Regions from separate parts of the Mus musculus genome. Here region 1 is linked to region 2. Evidence: chromatin contacts called from public promoter capture Hi-C data. All regions are on one chromosome and are shown on one strand. The core of a region is the stretch at or near the end of the contact, and the rest is flanking DNA. Distances in the headings are between cores, read along the strand shown. Region 1 holds the start of Mkrn1 (makorin, ring finger protein, 1). Region 2 holds the start of Ttc26 (tetratricopeptide repeat domain 26).

Evidence for each region. Promoter capture Hi-C pulls out the DNA fragments that hold promoters and counts their contacts.
Region 1: a contact with region 2 is called in a promoter capture Hi-C map of pre-B cells, with 3 times the contacts expected there. The contact joins the promoter of Mkrn1 here to the promoter of Ttc26 in region 2. A contact is called at or near these places in 2 of 39 promoter capture datasets (cranial neural crest and pre-B cells).

The regions. Positions count from the first base shown.
Region 1 is chr6:39,418,874-39,423,237 of GRCm38.p6, forward strand. Mkrn1 (makorin, ring finger protein, 1) reads right to left here and starts at 1,496. Exons shown (of 8, transcript NM_018810.2): 1 at 1,226-1,496. The coding sequence starts at 1,410. Gm10244 (predicted gene 10244) reads left to right here and starts at 1,505. Exons shown (of 2, transcript NR_152168.1): 1 at 1,505-1,779; 2 at 1,867-2,421. Gm25402 (a small nucleolar RNA gene) reads right to left here and starts at 3,546; the gene lies at 3,416-3,546.
Region 2 is chr6:38,379,229-38,383,826 of GRCm38.p6, forward strand. It overlaps Ttc26 (tetratricopeptide repeat domain 26), which reads left to right and starts at 2,296. Exons shown (of 18, transcript NM_153600.2): 1 at 2,296-2,365; 2 at 2,848-2,985. The coding sequence starts at 2,363.

The DNA.
Region 1 (4,364 bases), core at 246-2,745, 1.0 Mb after region 2:
GCAAAGGCTGGAGGAGGGAAGTTCAAGGCCAGCCTGGTCAATGCAACAGTGTTAGGACAACCAGGCTGCAAAGCTGGACCTTGCCTCAAAAAAAAAAAAAAAAGAACAGACTGAGGGGAAAGCTTTAATCTGACGTTATTAAATGTGTTACAGGAAAGACTGGAAGATTCTTCAGTTTGGGAGTTAATATCAACACCGAGTTGTTCATTAGGAATTGCCTTTAGCATTTGCGGTTAATAAACTGTCCTTGCCGGGTTTAAAGTGGCATTTCCTTTTAATTTTCTTAGCCGATAGAAAAGCGTATATAGTCCTTCCTGGTAGTTAAAATCTATATACTCGGGCGTGGTATCATCTCACCCCTGCACTCCCGCACTAGAGAGGCAAAAACAAGAGGATTGCCGAAAATTCTAGGGCAGTCAGACTATATAGGTCAACCGGGGCCACACAGTAGGACTGTCTCAATAAGCCCCCTCCCATCGTTAATACAAACAATCCTTCCTCCAACGTTTATAGCTGGGGAATTATTTTTTAACATACGTACTGTATAACTGTCACCTGATCATACATTTTCCCAATAATTTCGTCTCGCTTACCAAACAAGAACCAAACCTCTCTGGTCGGATCTCCTTTCTCGCAAAGAAGAACGCCTCTCAAAGGGACAGTAATAATAATGGCAGTTCATAAAACCAAGGGTGGAAGAGCCTAACGCCGGCTCCGAACGCTCGGTTCGGAGACAAAGCTCGGAACCGCCGACCACCGACTTACATACAAAGGCATACAAAAGCGGCTGCTCCCGGCGGGGCGGGGGTGAGCGGCGCAGAGAGCAGAAAAGACGTTACAAACGGATAGCCCGGCTCGGAGCCCCGGGGCCGGCCGAGCTCGCCGGGACCCTTGGAGGGTCTCAGGGCGCACCGAGGGTCGTTAGAGCCCGATTCGCATCGGCGAGCTCGCGCCGCATCCCCGAACCTGTAGCGATGGAGGCCAGGGCGGGGACACCGGTCCTCTCCGCACGCACCGGGGCGCCGCTGAGCGAGGCGAGGTGACGGGACCGCCCTGCAGTCCGAGCCCGCAGTCTGAAACCCGCAGCGATGCCGCGGCCAACCTCTGCGGAGGCTGACGCAGCGATGCTGTACGGACAGCCGCAGCGGGGACCCCGCGACGCCCGCCTCCGCCTCTTGCTCGGCCCCGCAGCCCCCGCCCTCCGCCGCGCCACGCAACGTCCTACCTGCAGGTGACCTGTTTCGTCCAGCCGCCGCCGCTGCCGTCGCTGCCGCCGCCCCCTCCTCCCGCCCCCGGGGACGGGGCAGCGACTGTGGGGATAGAGGTGAGGGAGGCCGCTGCCACCGCCGCCGCTGCCGCTCCTGCTCCTGATGTTGTGGCTGTTGTTCCGGGAGCCGCAGCCTCCGCCATTACTGTTTATCCCACACAGCAATGGCCCCGGAACTTCCGGGATCACATAGTTCCGGTCCGGCTGAGAAGGAGAAGACAGCGAAGGGAGGGGAGGGGAGGGAGGCTGAGGAGCCCGAGAGCTCTGCGCCAGTCCCGCGCCGTGTCACCGCGTCTCCGAGCGCTCAGGTCTCAGGAACTGCGGGCTCCGCAGGGCACCCGCGGCCCTCCTCCGGCGACGCTGATTGGTGATGGCTTAGGCTCCGCCCTAAAGGGGCGTGATCACACGCTTAGCCAGGTGTGCTAGGATGGTCCTGGTCCTAGCCATCCTAGCCATCAAAGGACCACATGCAAGGACCAACTTCTGCCTATGGCTGGTGGCGCACGTACAAGGTGGGGGAAGGCCTGGGGCTGTGTCTGCTCTTTATCTAGAGTGAGATCCCAACCTATTGTGTTGGGATCTGTTTCTTTCTCTCACAGGAACTGTCAGAATCCCTGCTGATGGAAGTGCCCAGGTGGGCCTGGCGGCAGACATCTTGGAATCCCACCAATGTGAAGACTTGAGTATCACAATGGCTGCAAGTTCGAGACCAGCCCAAGCTAAATAGATCCTGTCAAAGTAATAACAGTAATGTTGTAAATGAATTATGTGTGGTAGCCTGTTTGTAATACCAGCTCTTGGGAAGCTAAAGGAAAAAAGTGTTTGGTTTTATACCTGACCAGGAACTGAGGTGCATATTTTACATATCAAAGCAGACTTGACCTCCGGACTTCCCTAGCGTCCTTTTAGTCCCTATCTGGCATTCCCTGCCCCCAACCTTGAACTTTCCAGCCCAGGAGCTAGGCTGCCCTTCACCCCAGAGGCTCCTCCCTATATTTCTAGACATTTTCTCTGTCTCCTCTCTGCCTGCATGCCCTTTCTTTTTTTCTCTCTCCCTTCCTTATCCCATCCTTACCCCCGTGGCGACTCCTGAGGCCAGTGAACTAGCCTGCCTGAGAGAGCTTCCCAATAAACCTGCCTTTAATAGACTCGAATCTAGTGTGAATTGGCTCATTTCACCAACATCAGAGAAATAACCTATCAAAAAGGGTCACAGGCTTGAGGCCAGCCTGGGCTACACTGCAAGAATCTGTCAGTAAGCAGACAGCCTTCAAGGACATGCTCCCAAGTACTGGCTCCCAGCTAACTATGCCCATTCCCCTAGAGTTTCCACCATCAGGTTATATGAATCCACTGATGAGGGCAGTGCCAATCATTTCTCCAAAACTGTGTCTAAGCATAAATCACTGGAGTCCAAGACACATCACATGAACTTCTGAGGAACATTTTAGATCCAAAGTTCTCTCTCCCTCCTCAATAAAGTAAACCTGGCTGGACTTCAATGAACAGAGATCTGCCTCCCAAATATTGAATCCTGGGGTTTAAAGACTTCACCACTGTCCCCCTTTATTTTATTTTACTTTTAATCTTTAAGATTTGTTGCACAGCTGTTGGGGAGGTAGCACAAATGTTAGCAACAAATTCAATGGAAAAGTTCTTGTCACTATAGTCATTCACAGGGACAGGTCTTAGCCCTCTAAAGTGTTGGTGTCAAGACTTCATATGCTGGAGTCTCCCACATCTGAGCCAATTACCAAGCAAAGGAAAAGATATGTTCTGAGTGGGCAGTGTATCCAGTTTCAAGTTGTGTTGTGGTCTTACTGTCCACTCCCTGGTACTCTAGTGTCCACAGACACCTGGGAGGCAAAGAGGAGACATAAAGCAGCTTTCTGCCTGCCGCACAGGCTTCTAGAGGCCTCTCTACTGCAGCAGCCAAGGAAGGCAGGAAAAACTGTTCCACCGGAGGATGCAACTGGGGCTCGTGGAGACTTGCAAAACTAGGCCAGAATAAAACCCCTGAATGCAGAGCCCTGCTCCCACCTCCCTTCCAGGAGCCTTTGAGGCTATAGAACAGCACTGGCAGAGAGTATTCTGTGAGCCTGGGGTCAGCAGGCAGGAGGCCAAGAGGCTGGGCTGGAGAAGATGTGTTCTTCGAAAGCACCAAGGTTTCACAAGGACAGGAGTTGACCTTCCAAACACAGGAAAAGGCTTTCGCTTCCTATCCCTGCTGTATCAATGACCAGGGCATAAGCAATCCACAATCAACTTGGAATACAGGCACCCCCTTCATTTTTTTTTAAATCAATTCAAAAGTTTATTAGACATAGAAAAAAACCTGATATCTCACAGGCAATACTTAAGTTCCTAGTAATAATACATTTGAACAGAGCATTCCTGTACTTTTGGCCTAAGATGTGTTGCTGAATACGTGAATCAGTGTACTTGCCCCAAATGTTCAACATAAACAGAGAAGTGATGGACAGAAAACTCACCTCCAGTACTGGAACCAGCCAGCTTTTAGACTCTGGGGACTCTTTTGTGTAGCATCGCCACATCCACTCAATTCAGTCCCAGCAGAGGTGGTTCAGCTTGTGCTCCTGGTGCCACAGCTGACGTTTTTTTCCCTGCCTGAACACAGATCTCCCTCGTCCATGCCCTGCTGCTTTGCTGGGAAAAGGCCATGAGGAACCCACATTGATGCTAACGGGTAGGACAGCTGCATGCTTATACTTGAGCCATCTCTCCACAACTCCCAATCTATACCTTCTTATGGTTACAGCTCTAATAACTGCACATTGTATACGTGGAGAAAGATAGAATGTGTCAATGAGTATGAGGAAGAAGCCATCTGAGTCATGCATTGAATGCAGACTAGGAAGGCGCCTGCCTGGCGCTTGGTTTTCATCCTCTTGACCGACCTGTGTTTAGTGAGAAAACGATGTGGAATGCAAAGATGACAAAAACCATCTTCGTGTATTGATTTGTTCTGAGAAATAAACCGACCTGCTGACTGAGAGGTTGGATGCCTGACAAGGGAGCCCTATCTGCAAGCAAAGCCTTTGATGCAGGAACTTGCAGTCAGAGATAGCTGCCGCTT
Region 2 (4,598 bases), core at 1,046-3,545:
TTCGGGAGAGCAGTCGGTGCTCTTAACCACTGAGCCATCTCGCCAGCCCTTCTTTGATTTTTAAAAGAAAGATTTATTTATGTATATGAGTGCTTTACCTGCATGTACCCTGCATATCAGAATAGGGCATCAGATTACATTATAGATGGTTGTGAGCTACTGTATAGTTGCTGCGAATTGACCTCAGAATCTCTGGAAGAGCAGCCAGTGCTTTTAATGACAGAGCCATCTCTCCAGCACCATTGTAAGGTTTCTTCCTGGGATGATTTGGGATTTAAGACTGGTAAAGGGTACACTAAAGTCTACTGAGTTGTACTTTTAAAAGATTATTTTGTAATTATTTGACTATTTCAACTAAAGGATCTGTCATCTATATCACACCACAAAAAGTAGCTAAAATAAATCTTTTTGAAATTTTTATTGAAAGTAGGACCATTTCTGAGATTTGGAAACAAAGGAATTTTAAGTGGAGTGGAGTGCTTGTTGAATTGTGCCTCTCTAAAGTGGATATATTTGCCTCTGCATACCAATTTGTGTATATACAAGCGTGTATATATAAAGACAAAAGTCATTCACTCACCAACAGATTGCAAATGTGAGAAGAGATGCAAAGGCTGGAGAAGTCTATGCAACGCTTTTCATACATTTATAGTATATATAAGTACAAGTTGTTAAGATTTTAGGCCTTTAGTGGATCTGCTCTGAAAGTTTGACTGCATGCATGCCCTCTAAGGTCTCTTCTAGCTCCAACATTCCACAATTCCATCATTTGAAAATATTTTTTGCAGCCGGGCATGGTGGCGCACGCCTTTAATCCCAGCACTCGGGAGGCAGAGGCAGACAGATTTCTGAGTTCGAGGCCAGCCTGGTCTACAAAGTGAGTTCCAAGATAGCCAGGGCTATACAGAGAAACCCTGTCTCGAAAAACAAAGCAAAAAAAAAAAAATATATATATATATATGTGTGTGTGTGTATGTGTGTATATATATATATGTATGTGTATATATATATGTATATATTGCAACTAAATTAACGCTGCTCTGGAGTAAATACTCCATTCTTGCTTTAATTGTACACACATTTTTATAGTTTCTAATTGTGTATAGGTGTGTTGAAGAACCAGCCTGCTTCCATCCTAGACTTTAAAAGCCCATTTATAGCTGGGTGTGGTGGCACATGCCTTTAACATGAGCACTTGGGAGGCAGAGTCAGGCAGATCTCTGTGGGTTCCAGCCAGCCTGATCTACAAAGAGAGTTCCAGGATAGCCAGAGCTGTTACACAGGGAAATCCTATCTTGAAAAATAAAACAAAAAGCAAAGCAAAGCAAAAACAAAACAAACAGAAGTCACCTTATAGTAAAAACAAACTAGGTTCATTCCTGCTTATGATTAAATTTTTGTTTCTCAGATTGAGCTATGCCTCGCCTATAGCCTTAACTACAAATGGTTCTGTACTGACCGTTCCAAGAATGCCAAATCATGACATTGTTTCTAAAAGTTGTTTAGAACCATCTTGCAACTCTACCTTTGTTTCAAAAGGTTTTATAACTACCTTGTTATGGCTATCTGTTGTTATGCCCACCTTGCAACCATGACTGTTTCAGGAGGTAGTTAGGACTAACTTGTTATTGTTATATTCTGCTCTTATAACACCTCTCCCTCCTATTTTCCCCATTTCACCCCCGCAACCCCCATGATCTATAAAAACCTTGTCTTCCTCACATCCAATGCTGATCTCTCCAAACTGGCCTTAGAGAGAAGCAGTCCGTGTACACGAATAAAAAAGCTTGCTTTAATTAATTTGGTCATGATGATTTGGGGTGGTGGTCTTTCTCCTCCCATCTTTGGGATTAACATTGTCTCGAGGAAATATTTTGGTATCACTTCTGCCTCCAAACTATCCTTTGCTTCAGCAGGTACCAGCAGAAACGAGCAGAAAACAGAGACAATGTACGAGACAAGCGGAGCTGTTGTCGTCCTCACCCCAGGCAAAACGGAAGTGGTCCTTGAAAATTACCTTCCCAAGAAACTTGCTTTTGAAATATACTTCCTAGTTGTAATAGTACTTCTAAATCGCCTTTTCTTAAACTGCTTTCCTAAGTAGAGACACAGCCCCATTTTCATCCTCAGCACAAACAACAAGGATTAACTCCCTTGAGAGAAGCACCTACTCTTCCAGCTGCGGAAACACACGGAACCAAGAAGCTTAGGACATTGGTTTTGGGACGAGCCCTTTCTCAGAAGGACCAGCCTCCCGGCGGCGTTGCCGTGGAAACGGAGCTCGCTGTGTGGATGTGGCAACTCGCCGAAGCACAGCCTTTGCAGACTATCTGCAGCGGGGGCTCACAGGACCGACGCCAAGATGGTTAGTGGCTCTGAATAGTAAGGGTGGGGGATTTTGAATAGGTTTGTACCTGGGTTTAGAGTTCTCAACGCACTGTTGGATAGAATCTAGGTGCGTCTCTAGAGGGCGATCCCTTTATCCCTCCAGTGTTTCCACCGGGAATAGGGAGGGATGCGAAGAAATCTATGTACCTCGATGCTCTCTTCCCTCCTGCTTCTTCATTTCCCGATACTAGACTGTGAACTGGAAAAAAGAATCTTGGAAGACCTAGGTAGTAGAAGCTGCGTGAGTGTTTGTTTGTCTCTTATGGATAAAGTTGTTGGAAGTAGCTATTCGGTTCCCCTTCAGTAGTAGGTAATGGTCCTTTTACTAAAATGCACAATAAAAAAAGAATCTGAATAGACTTCCTAGGGTCTGATGGTAAGGGTAGATCTGACTGAGAGCTGTTACCCTCAGTTTAAAAATGACTTTTGATAGAACAGTCTTTGCTATTTGTTTTACAGATGCTTTCAAGGGCCAAACCCGCTGTGGGCGGGGAGTCACCGCACACTGACAAAAGAAAGAAGAAAGGGAGGAAGATTCCAAAACTAGAGGATCTACTTTCGCAGAGAGATTTCACTGGCGCCATTACCCTATTGGAGGTAATGTCCAAAGAAGGTTTACTTCTCAGTCTGGTGGATGGTGGGTTGAATGCTGGTTACTATGCTATTGGGACGGGTGGGTACATTATGGGTAATCCAAACAAACATAGCCAGATGCATATTCCAGATTCCAAGTTAACTATAAACCTGATGAAATACAAAACATTTTGGACTGGAGAGATGGCTCGACATTTAAAAGTATCGGCTGCTTTTCCAGAGGACCTTAATTCCCAGTACTCACGTGCCTGCTCACAGCCATTAGTAACTAAATGTTAGGAGATTCAAGGCCTTCTGGCTTCCTTCAACAAAACATATGGTATGTAGACATACATGAAGACAAAACACTTGTACACATAAAATTATTAATTTTTAGTTCCACAAATGGTGAATACAGTATTACATTTAACAGTGTCAATTCACACATTATTTACCATAAATCCTGAGTGATTTGTAACTTCTTCCTATTTACATTTTGGTTAAAAAAAATAAGTGATTTTTACTATTTACAATTTAAAACTATTGTAAACCCATAAAACATTTCAACTCTGTATGTCAGGGTCATTTTTTTAAACCAATGCTAGGTGCAAATCTCACTTTTTTAAAGATTTATTTATTTATTTATTTATTTAATGAAAGTACACTGTAGCTGTCTTCAGACACTCCAGAAGAGGGCACCAGATCTTGTTACAGATGGTTGTGAGCCACCATGTGGTTGCTGGGATTTGAACTCAGGACCTTCGGAAGAGCAGTCAGTGCTCTTAACTGCTGAGCCATCTCTCCAGCCCAAATCTCACTTTTTAATATGCATTGGAAATACCAAGGATAGTTAGCTGTTTCTGTTTCTAGGCGATTGCTTTACCAATTTGAATTCACTAGCTCTGCAGTGATGCATAGGAAGCTGCATTTTGGGTAAGTAGTCTGAGAAATCCTTCTGACCTAAAGTTGTCCTGGGAGGCTGAACTTTGAGAAACTGCTTGTGGAAAGCACTCGGTACAGAAGAGTGCAGGGTGCACCAAGGGACAAAGAGTTCTGACAGCCAGGTCCAGTTATCCTGTGCTGTAATCTATTGTATCACATTTTTCCACCGGCCACATTAATGTGAATCTATGGTCATGTAACTCTGAAACCGTCCATAATACTTGTTTGATTAGCTTTATGCATGTTTCTCAGTGAAACATACATGTAAGAAGAACCCTATGTGTCTTGCTAGTGCTTTGATATTGAGTCCACTTGTTTGGCTCTCGTGTGTCAGCTGTCATCTTTGGCAGTAGGTGAGTTGCCTTGGAAGGACCTTCTAGCAGTGCAAGTCAGAGGACTGAATACTATGTACATGTCTATTTGTTGTTGTTTGTTTTTAAGACAGAGTTTCTCTGTGTAACCCTGCCTGGCCTGGAACTCATTCTGTAGACCAGGCTGGCCTCACATTCAGAGATCTGCCTGCCTCTATCTCCTAAGTGCTGGGATTAAAGGCGTGCACCACCACTACCTGGCTGTCTCATCACTTTTTAAAATTAGCTTACAAACTAGCAGACTTCTCTAAAGCATTTCATTGACAGTTTTAATTGCCCCTCCCCTCCCCTCCTCCTCTAGCCTCTCTTCTGACTCCCTGCTGC